2 separate regions of the Sus scrofa genome follow, and region 1 is linked to region 2. A link is a contact called in public HiChIP or PLAC-seq data. All regions are on one chromosome and are shown on one strand. The core of a region is the stretch at or near the end of the contact, and the rest is flanking DNA. Distances in the headings are between cores, read along the strand shown. Region 1 holds the start of PHKA1 (phosphorylase b kinase regulatory subunit alpha, skeletal muscle isoform). Region 2 holds the start of HDAC8 (histone deacetylase 8).

Region 1 (5,580 bases), core at 986-3,485, 130 kb after region 2:
TGTTCCAGAAGGATGGGGTGAAGTGGGCATGAGTGGGGTGGTGGTGGGGTGGACTTACAACAGACTCTGAAACAGTGACCAAAGGTGTAAACGTCAACAAATAAAGTATTTATGTCTAGTTGGGAAAGTCAGCTAATTTGTATCAGTTACGCTCATATAAATACCACCTATCATTTTCAGAAACAAAGTAAAATGGTAGATACCTGCCTCCAGACATTCTTCGCAATAAGAATAAATATGCTGGAGACTGCAAAATACATTACTTGGAAAGAGGATTACAGACTTTTAGCAAAGACCTGAGGATAGGATTTTCTACTGTAAGAGAACAGACTGTGCCCTCTCCCCCTGAATCAGCAAGTTTCAAGTTTTCACTGCAAAAAAAAAAATTTCAGTACAATACAGGAAAGCTCTTTGGAATGTAATTTCAGCAAGGTGAAGAAAGAGGGAAAAAGGCAAAGGACACTTCTCTTAGCTTCTGTGGACTACATTTCCTTCCATTCCTGCCCCTCCTCCCTCCAGCTCCAGATCTCTTTGTATTTTTATCCTGAGTACCTGCTCCAGTTCATAGGCCTTTGCTTTATCCTCATCCCGGTCTGCATTCTTTCTATAGGCCAGGCCCAGACCCCATACAGCCAAGATGCTGTACACGTTATCCCGGACCCAGGCATCTTTCTGATCAAAGCTGGCTGGAAGCAAACCAGTCACTGGATTCTGTAAAGACAAGAAAAAGGGACAGGCAGGTAACCATAGGGTGTTAATAATGAGGAAAGAGAATCTTTCAAATGGGTACTCAGGGACTTTGATTTTCCCTCTAGTTCCTCATTCCTAAGTTTTATAATCTTCTCTTCTTCTAAGTGCAAGCATGTATCTCAAAAAAGAGGAAAGAGCTGGCTGAAGACTTAAATCTGAAATGTGGATATTCTTAAAAGAAAGGCAGTGTTTTAACTTTTCAGTTAGAAAGAATGAACTACCAACAAAAAATCACCATTAAAAGAGTAGAAAAATTATGATTAACAATATACACATGGGGAGTTCCCGTCGTGGCTCAACGAACCCGACTAGACTAGTATCCAAGAGGAAGTGAGTTCGATCCCTGGCCTTGCTCAGTGGGTTAAAGATCTGGCATTGGGTGAGGTGTAGGTCACAGCTTTGCCTCGGATCCTGCTTTGCTGTGGCTGTGGTGTAGGCCAGTGGCTACAGTTCCAATTCAACCCCTAGCCTGGGAACTTCCATATGCTGCAGGTATGGCCCTAAAAAAGACAAAAACAAACAAAACAATATACACAGTGTACTTCAGATCTTCACCAACAGTCTAGTTTTAAGATGGCTAAAATTTCCCCTACCTCTTTTCTTCAGCGGGAGGGGAAGGAGGCAGAGCTCAAGCATGGGTCGGGGGTGGGGGGCAGTGCCAAAAAACAATCTACCCGGCATCTTTCAACTCTGGCCCCTGGAACCCAGCTGTGGTTTCGGGCACGGGGGGAACAGGGGAGTGCTCAGAAGCCATGACTCAGAACTCACAGCTAACTCTGGTTCTGTTCCTGGCCCAACACCTAGCTTTTCTTCAGGGTCCTTTACAGCCTCCCCAGCTAGGGGGAGGGAGAACCTGCAAAACACACACACACACAGCCCCCCCCCCCCCCCGCCAACACACACGGGTTCACCTAGGGTCTCCGTCCAGGCTGTCACACTCCACACCCTCCGAGTTCACAGGTGACACCCCTCCAGTTACCTGATGGCACAGGATGGTCTGATGCACTAGCCTAGCATAGCCATCTAGCCGGACCCCGGAGTTACTCCTGCTCCTCATCCCGCTCGGTTTCCAATCCTCTCAGAAACAGAGTGCCACAGGAGCCCACGGTCTATCCAAGAAAAGAGACCTCAACGCAGCTCCACCCTCGCTGTGGTAAGCTCAAGTGCCAGGCCCTATCGCTGTTCAGGCCTGGGGCGGGCTGTCCCGGCCACGACAGCCTCCGCAGCCACTACCCGCCGGCGGGCGTCCGAGCCTCTCGCAGTCCAGGGCGCCTCCGAAGTGCCTCCGGGGCCGCTTGCCGCCTTCCTCAAGTTCGTCTGGCCTCTGTGGGTGCCTTCTGCATCCTCTGCTCCACTCCTGGAGACCCGAGTGACCCGCGGCACAGTCTTCCGTGCGGCCGGCGGCAGCAGCAGGTCACCGGCCGCGACTCCGCCTCCACCTTGCGCGAAAGACAACCGGGAGGCGGGGCGGACGCCGTGGATCCCTGCAGCTGCGCGCGACGCCCGGGGACTTTCTCCGCCCCCAGGCCCTCGCCCCGCCCCTGGTGCCCCCACCGGCCCCGAGGCCGAGAATGTGTCACCGTATGCAATGTGCTATCAAGGGTTTATTTTCGAAACACCTCAAATGACTATTTCTGTTGTCCACACTTGCTGTACACACAGGATTTGGGGCAACCTGTTTCTTCTGCTGGACTAATTTTAGGAACCTATTGTAACTTCAAACCTAAAAGGAAAGAACGACCTTTTGCCTTCGGTGTCTAAAGAATTGGAATTTTCGGGTCTTTATTGTATTTTATACTTTTGACTCAAAGCTCAGATTAAACTCTTAACTCTGACCCAAAACAAAGTAGAAACAACTGCCTAAATTACTTTATTCCTTAGAAAGTGGCGAATCAGCGCGCTTGGGAAGGAGAGGGCAGTGGTGGGCTTTGAGAAAATGAGTGACCCAGGCGGGAACTGGGCTGGGAAGGAGCGGTGCTCAAGATTGCCTTGGCTGGAGAGGAGCTGGAGGAGATTCTATAGCGGCTTTGGAAGGCTCCCGCGTGCGCACGTAGGTCACAAGGCTGAGGCTGCAAAGACTCAGCTGAAAATAAAGACAGAAAGAGAAGATAGAAAATAAACCTGTAGGTAACGCTGATCACTAGCCCAGGAGTAGTCGGTCCACACCCTTCCCGGTGCCCGGCCCCAGGGTCTTTGCTCCGTCTGTTTACTGGCCCAAACCCCACATCTTGATCTCGGATTATTCAAATACTGCATGTCTTTCAAGGCAAGGCTTAAGTGCCTCCTGTTCTCGGAATCGCGAGGTAAGAGACTTAGACTGATTGACCTTTCAGGTCCAACTTAAGAATCTGCGGTTCTAAGCCTTCTTTAGCCAACTCACCAAGGCCACAGTGATTTTGCATTTTCGTTTATCTTTTTGTTTCTCTAAATTTAGTCTTTCCTCCGTTCCAACCCCCACCATCACCCCGACCCAAATTAGCGTGAAGCCTGGCACATTGGAAGTTGACTAGTAAATATTTGGTGCTGGTGATGAAGAAGGAGGGAATGCTCGAGAACTCAGATCTGGAACGTTCAACGGCCAAGTCGGTGATATAGTTAGATATGGTGATACATTTAAAATTCTCAAGCAAATAATTTCCATTGCATACACTGGCTAAGCAAATGCCATGACTGGCAAATATCAAGCTACTTTAAGGCCCAGGTGTACAAAGGGAGAAAAAGTCTTCCCGGGGAAAGCTACTTCATTTTGGAGGAAAGAGTGCTTGACTGCCCCTGTTCTTTCTAGTCCTTAACTCCCTGAAATCTCCTCCTTGGCCTGTCGCCTCAAAAGACCTTTCTCTAGCTGTGTACCCTTGAAGCTACTGCCCTCTCTTTTACTTCACCTCACCATCATTTAAAAATGTTTTTAAGGGAGTTCCTGTTGTGGCTCAGTGGAAACAAATCTGAGTAGTATCCATGAGAATGAGGGTTTGATCCCTGGCTTTGCTCAGTGGGTTAAGGATCCAGCGTTGCCATGAGCTGTGGTGTAGGTCGCTGACACAGCTTGGATCTGGTATGGCTGTGGCTGCATTGTAGGCCAGCAGCTGCAACTCCGATTCGACCCCTAGCCTGGGAATTTCCATATGCTGCAGGTGCAGCCCTAAAAAGCAAAAAACGTTTTAAAACTATTAAAGTAATATATGGTCAGTTAAGAAAATTAGGAAGGTACAGAAAAGTAAAGCAAATCACCCATAATCACTACAAACAACCACCTGTTAATATTTTAATTTTTCTAGTATTTTTATTCCTACCGCATTGAACTTCCCTACTCCCCACCCCAGTTATCCTAGATTAGGAATGCCAAAGGTAGCTGTTGCTGGATGGCATTACATTGGTGCTTTCAACCTCAATCCAGGCTGGGCCTTTCTGTCCTGCAGTCTTAGAAACTTGATCTCCTCAGTGTCCTTGAACTTGTTGACTCAGGAGGCTGACTCATGCTGATTACCTCATGAGACACTGATGTGGGAAAACCAGGATGTTGGTTGTTAAGGAGAAATAGGACAGTGACAGTTTATATTAGCCTGGCCACTACATTCCCTCCCTTTACTAATGTATAAGCCTCACACCCTACCAAGTACTATTTTGTTTTACGTAATTACTCTACCAAGTAAATACTATTATTAACCCCTTCTTAGAGATGGAGAAACTAAGGCACATGAAAATTAGGTAACGAGACTGCTCTGTCTTTGTTGGCTTCACTGACTCTCCACTGTCTACATTTCCATAGTTTGCGGATGCATTCTTCCTTTAGATACGTCAAAATTATCCAACCAAAAGATAGTCAAGTCTCGCCTGTCTGGAAGCCATTGGATTCACTGCACATTAATTTTATAGTTTAATTCTCAAATAAAATTTTATTTCCAGGTTCATGGGAATATTTTATATTTGCTCCCTTATATTACCTGGAAGTTTTAATCATACTAATTTTCAAAACTCCAAAATTTTTTAAAATGATTTTTTTTTCACCATTGTTGGTTTACAGTGTTCTGTCAATTTTCTACTGTATAGCAAAGTGACCCAGTCACACATACATATATACATTCTTTTTCTCACATTATCCTCTACCATGCTCCATCACAAGTGATTAGATATAGTTCCTTGTGCTATACAGCAGGATCTCATTGCCTATCTATTCCAAATGCAATAGTTTTTATCTATTAACCCCAGATTCCCAGTCCATCCCACTTCCTCCCCCTCTCCCTTGGCAACCACAAGTCTGTTCTCCAAGTCCATGCAAAACTCCAAAATTTTTTAAACTTCATATTTTATAGATGTTTTCCATGGTTTTACAATTTATGTTAATGTCTGCATTAATCTTCCCTGTAGTAGATGTTCTGGTTAACTGAGCTATTCTCTTATTATTAATACATCTTTTATTTTTTATTTTATAATTTTCAAAAGGTTATGGCCATGCCAGCAGCACCTGGAAGTTCCCAGGGCCAGGGATTGAATCAGCTACAGCTGCAACCTATACCACAATCGTGGCAATGCTGGATCCTTTAACCCACTGCTAGGCTAGGGATGGAACCTGAGTTGCAATCTGAGCTGCTGCAGTCGGATTCTTAACCCACTGCACCACAGTGAGAATGCCAATAATTTACCTTTTATTATTACATTTCTTTAAAAAATAATGCACACACTATCTCCTTTCCATTGTTTCCCATTCGCTCTCTTTAAATTTTTATCAAAATTATGGTAAGTAATATATGAACACATTCTTCATGAAAAAAGTTTAAATATTTCAAATAAGGTTAAATTTCCCTATGTCTAATTACTCATAATCACAGTTTC
Region 2 (5,384 bases), core at 679-3,178:
ACCAGCCAGCATTCTGACACTCACCTAATGGTCAGAAAATGTCACAAGTGTCAGGGTTCTTTTTTTTTTTTTTTTTTTGTCTTTTTGCTATTTCTTGGGCCGCTCCTGCGGCATATGGAGGTTCCCAGGCTAGGGGTCTAATCGGAGCCGTAGCCACTGACCTACGCCAGGGCCACAGCAACGCGGGATCCGAGCCGCGTCTGCAACCTACATCACAGCTCACGGCAACGCCGGATTGTTAACCCACTGAGCAAGGGCAGGGACCGAACCCGCAACCTCATGGTTCCTAGTCGGATTCGTTAACCACTGCGCCACGATGGGAACTCCAGTGTCAGGGTTCTAATATTGACTCTGATAATGACAAACAGCAAGTTCATGTTTTTTAAAGAAGCCCTTAGCACTGTACTGAGTTCTGGCCTTGGTTCCAGGAATTTCCTTTGGTCTTAACTGTCTTCAGCTCATCGTTAACATTTGGTAGTGGTGATGGTATGTCTAAAAGTCTTAAGTGGAACCCATACCTCAGATCTGGCTTAGGGAAAAACACCCCAAACCAGAACACCCTCAGCTGAAAATCTTTTATTCTATCATATAGGTTTTAGTACCCAAATGTACTCACCCCCAAACCTCCACAAAACACCTGTCCTCAGGATACTTTCCCTCCCAGCAATAAAGTCCTATATCTTAACTGCTTCTTGCACTTTTTTTTAGTTTTCTTAATTCTCTGATAGCTTTTATTAGATCACAGGTAGATTACAAATATTGCGAATCACCAAAAAATAAGAATTAAAAAAAAACTTTTTAAAAAGGACCATTCTCTCTGATTAGCCCCCCTGTGAAGCAGGAAGTGAAGGCTATGAACATCAAAGCCATTCAAAGCATAACTTACCTCATTTGCTTATGCAGTGCATATGCCTCAATCAAGGAATGTACCATACTGGCCTAAAAACATCAGCAAAAAAGAAAAAAAAATAGCAAATAGTCTCTTAAAAGTTTAAGTCGGGAGAAATCCCATCATCTTCATTATCTTGAACAAAGGAACTAACTTTTAATGCCCTTTGCTTCTTTTTACTTAACAGTTACAAAGCACTTTAGACAATACAGATACAAAGTATCTAAACTGCTAAGGCGAACGATATCAGGCCTTATCCGGGTGATGGAACGCTTTTCTCCTGCAGCTTCTTCTCTCCATTTCAGGGATTCCTGACAGTAAGGACACCATCCCCTCGGTGCCATCCCCTCCCCCACACCTCTACCCCACCCCCACCTGTCCGTTGGACGCCCCTCTGCGGTCTCAGGAAACTCTCTAAGGGAACACTTCCCCCATCACCTGGTACAGCCGCCCAAATTTCTGCTGAAGATTTTCCCTAGTCCTATATCCTCTCCGCTTCCTAGTGTCCTCCCGTACACCGACCCCCCCCCCACCCCCCGCCAACAAACCGCCAAACCCATGGTCTTTCATCCCAACATTTCTTACCCGTTTCGGGACTTTGGCCAGGGAGTCGCACATGCTAACGTACTCGGGACTGTAAATGTAAACCGGGGGCAGCGACTGCCCACCGTTCGCTGGTTCCTCCGGCTCCTCCATCTTCCACTTACAGCCGTTTCGGAGCCACCGTCCGGATCCGGCTTTTTTCGGACTCAGCCCGGGCTCCGGTTCCTGCTCCTCTGATCGGCCGCAGCGGTGCTCCCTGGTCAACATTCCCTCCTATTCTTGAAATCGCCGGTGACACCGTCCCCGCTCCCCATCCAGTTGAAGGAATGCAGAGCCTTCTCAGGCCAGAACCCCTTCATTTAGTGGCTGCAGTTCAAAAACTGGAGGTCGGTAGATAGAAAAGCCCAAATAGCTGCCAGTTAGGATCGATATTTTATGGCACAAATAAGCACGGTCAAAATTAACCATCCTTGTTGCCCTACGGGGCCATTTGAGATGAGGTCAGACCAGCTTCAGAGCATTCTGGGAGATGTAGTTTCAAGGGTTTTGAGTAGAGGAAGAGCCGGGCTAATTACTAAAATAGCCACGAATTTGAGTTTTAGTGCTTAAAAAAAAAAAAAAAAAAAAAGTAGCCTCAACTCTTTACAAATTGTCTCAATCTGCAAATACACCCATATAAATATTTAAAGACAGACCCAACGTGGCCACTAAGAGCCCACTCAACTACATCAGATGGGCTTTTTTTAGGTGCGGGACTAATTCATGGTACAAAGGTTTGAAAAGTTTACAGGTCAGCTCTGTGCCAAACTTAGTTCGATGCTTTTCATCATTAACAATCTATGTCCATATAAGAGTTAACAATCTCAACAATTTACTCTGGCAAAGCTGATAGTATTTTCCCGAGAGGTTGCCTGGTACTCTGTAAAATGCTTGTTAGATCCCAGTCAAGCAATGATGTCAAATTACTCCTCGAAAAATCACTCCTCGAAAATTCCCTCCCTCCTTTTGTCTCTGCAGTTATGCAAGGGTTAAGGAAATACTTTAGGTTTAGTATAAGGGTTCACATTAAAGAGCATCCTGAAGCAGTTTAGATTTACCATCAGTATTTCCAGGTTCCCCGGGGGCTGCTATAATCTGATGCAAACTAGCCAAAGCCCAAGTCCCCAACTCTCACATCAACCGGAACTGACCTTACTAACACCTCTCAGATAACCCAATATCCTTACCTTCTTTAATATCTGGCTTGCTTTTAAAATTTTGCTCTTGGAAATTCCCATTGTGGCTCAGTGGTAACGAGCCTGACTAGTATCCATGAGGACATGGGTTTGATCCCTGGCCTCGCTTAGTGGGTTAAGGTTCTGGCATTGCCCTGAGCTGTGGTGTAGGTTGAAGGTGCGGCTCGGATCCCATGTTGCTGTGGCTGTGGCACGGGCCGGCAGCTGCAGGCTCTTATTTGACCCCTAGCCTGAGAACATCCATACGCCACACATGCGGCCCTATAAAGCAAATAAATAAATAATAAGTAAAAAAATAAAATTTTACTCTTTAAACATTTTTGAATATTACAATATGCATTTATTATGCATATGAAATATCTCATTTCATCCTTGCAACTGTCCTAGAAAGGAGGTTGTAATATGCCCATTTTATAGGTGTAGTTTAGATAGAGAAAATAACTGTTCAAAGTCACACATTTACAACCGGAAAAGTAGGAATTCAAAACCCTGCCTGGGAGTTCCCGTCGTGGCGCAGTGGTTAACGAATCCGACTAGGAACCATGAGGTTGCGGGTTCGGTCCCTGCCCTTGCTCAGTGGGTTAAGGTTCCAGCGTTGCCGCGAGCTGTGGTGTAGGTTGCAGACGCGGCTCGGATCCCACGTTGCTGTGGCTCTGGCGTAGGCTGGTGGCTACAGCTCCGATTCGACCCCTAGCCTGGGAACCTCCATATGCCACGGGAGCGGCCCAAAGAAATAGCAAAAAGACAAAAAAAAAAAAAAAAAAAAAAATTAAAAATCAAAACCCTGCCTGATGCTAAAGCTTTTGAACATTCCCTTTACTATATAACCTTGATTCATTCAGGATGACTTTGTGTTAAATCTAACTTTGTTCATTCCTCCATTTAGTATGCTATCAATACTTAGGATTCTGGACTTTTTTTTTTTTCCTCCTGAGATGTGTTATTTAGGTAGAATGTAAGCCCACATGCTGCTTTAATATTTTCCCATAGCAAATAACTCAAAGTTCTGCAATCATTCAATCATTTACCAAATTTTATCTGATATTAACTAAGTGTACAGTACAGTTGAGGATTCAATCCTCAAGATGAATTACAATCTGTTCTCTGCTCTCAGGGAATTTGCATACTTGTAGAGTTGAGACAAATACACAAGAAGCCCTATGCAATGCAGAGTCAGGTAATAAATGTAGTATTCTTAGATTACTTAATAAATAGCATTAAGTACTTACTAACTGGTACTTAGTAAGTGGTAACTAGAGGGGTTTCTTATTCAGTGGCATCTGAGAAGGACCTAGCAGAGAGATAGGATTTTACTGGGTGAAGAAGGGAGCCGGGAGAGGGCATGCTAACTAGAATCAATGGCATAAGGAAAAACAAAAAAAGAACATTTCTAGTCTAGCTTAACTGAAGGGGCCGGCTCTTTAAGTGTTTTGAATTCTAAGCTAAAGAAAATAGACCTCATCCTGTGGGAAATGGGCAGATATTGAACTAGAAATCTTAAAAGATTTCTACAGCAATAGTGTGTAGGGAAGATTGGTTATTGAAAGACTACAGGCAGTGAGAGTGCTGCGATGGTTCAGAAAGGAAGTAATAATAAGTTAAAGCAAGGTAGGGCCAATGGAAACAGAGAGGGAGAAACAAGGCACAGGGTAGGCTCAACAGGACTTCCTTACTTACAAGTACAAGGATACTGGTGAGAGAGGAGGCAGAGGAGAATCACTGAAAACTCGAACTCTTTTGAAGAGAAGGCCAGTAGTATCAATATAAGGAAGAGGGAAATGAGGAGGAAGAACTCAGAGGGCAGGGAAGGTGCTTAACCCCTTTTATTTCCCCGTGTAAAGAAGGGATACCAGAAGTCATAAGAGTGGCTGAGATACCCAAGGGAACATGGCTTTCTCCACTGTGATGTCTAATCATCATCTCTAACTTAACATTTTCAAACCAAACTCCTGATTTTCCTATCCAGGTTTTTCCTACCCCTTCCCCATCTTTTACGGCTCAGTAAAGATAGCAGCATCTACTCCACTGCCTAAGCCAGAAACCTGGGAGTTATTTGTATTCCCTCTTTTTCTCTCCCTCCTAAATCCAATTTCCATTGGTTTCACCTCCAAGCCTTAAACACATCCACTTCTCTCCTCTGCACTGCCACCACCCGGTCCCGGCACTGTCATCTCTCACTTGGACTTTCTGCAGTATCTAACTGGTTACTACTTCCATTCTTGCTGACTTACAATCCATTCTATTGTAGCTGCCAGAATGAGCTTCTACAAAATGTAAATCAGATCATGCCACTTTTAAAAACCTGCCTCACACCATGGTGAGAATCTCTGAGCTAGGAAGAAGAGAATAGCTTGAAGGAATGCCTATTTGTGGGAGTTAGGAGAGAAGGATGTCCAAAAGGAGACAAAAAAGGAATAGTTGGGTGAGAACCAGTACAGGTTCACAGAAATCAAGGGATGAGAGAGTTACAAGAAGGGGGAAGTGGTAACAATGTCACATATTGCAAAATGGTCAAAAACCCTTTTGCCATTAGGGGTTCACAAATGCTCTGTGAAAATCATGTGGTGTAGGGAGGAAACCAGATTGCAAGGGGTTAAGGAGTGAAACCAGTGCTGTCAAGTGTAGCTTACTTTTTGAAGAAATTTGATTGTGAAAGGAAGGAATTAGTTTATCAGCCTAGGGGGATGTCAGAGCCCAGAAATGACTTTTAGGAGAAG

Evidence for each region. HiChIP or PLAC-seq counts read pairs in DNA pulled down with a chosen protein or histone mark.
Region 1: a contact with region 2 is called in an H3K27ac HiChIP or PLAC-seq map of alveolar macrophages. The contact joins the promoter of PHKA1 here to the promoter of HDAC8 in region 2. A contact is called at or near these places in 1 of 5 promoter capture datasets (liver), 1 of 47 Hi-C or Micro-C datasets (embryonic fibroblasts) and 2 of 2 datasets of contacts at active chromatin or transcription factors (alveolar macrophages and skeletal muscle).

Annotation. Positions count from the first base shown.
Region 1 is chrX:58,580,981-58,586,560 of Sscrofa11.1, forward strand. PHKA1 (phosphorylase b kinase regulatory subunit alpha, skeletal muscle isoform) reads right to left here and starts at 2,236. Exons shown (of 32, transcript XM_021080697.1): 1 at 1,730-2,236; 2 at 553-711. The coding sequence starts at 1,807.
Region 2 is chrX:58,448,682-58,454,065 of Sscrofa11.1, forward strand. HDAC8 (histone deacetylase 8) reads right to left here and starts at 1,929. Exons shown (of 11, transcript XM_021080459.1): 1 at 1,475-1,929; 2 at 887-939. The coding sequence starts at 1,699.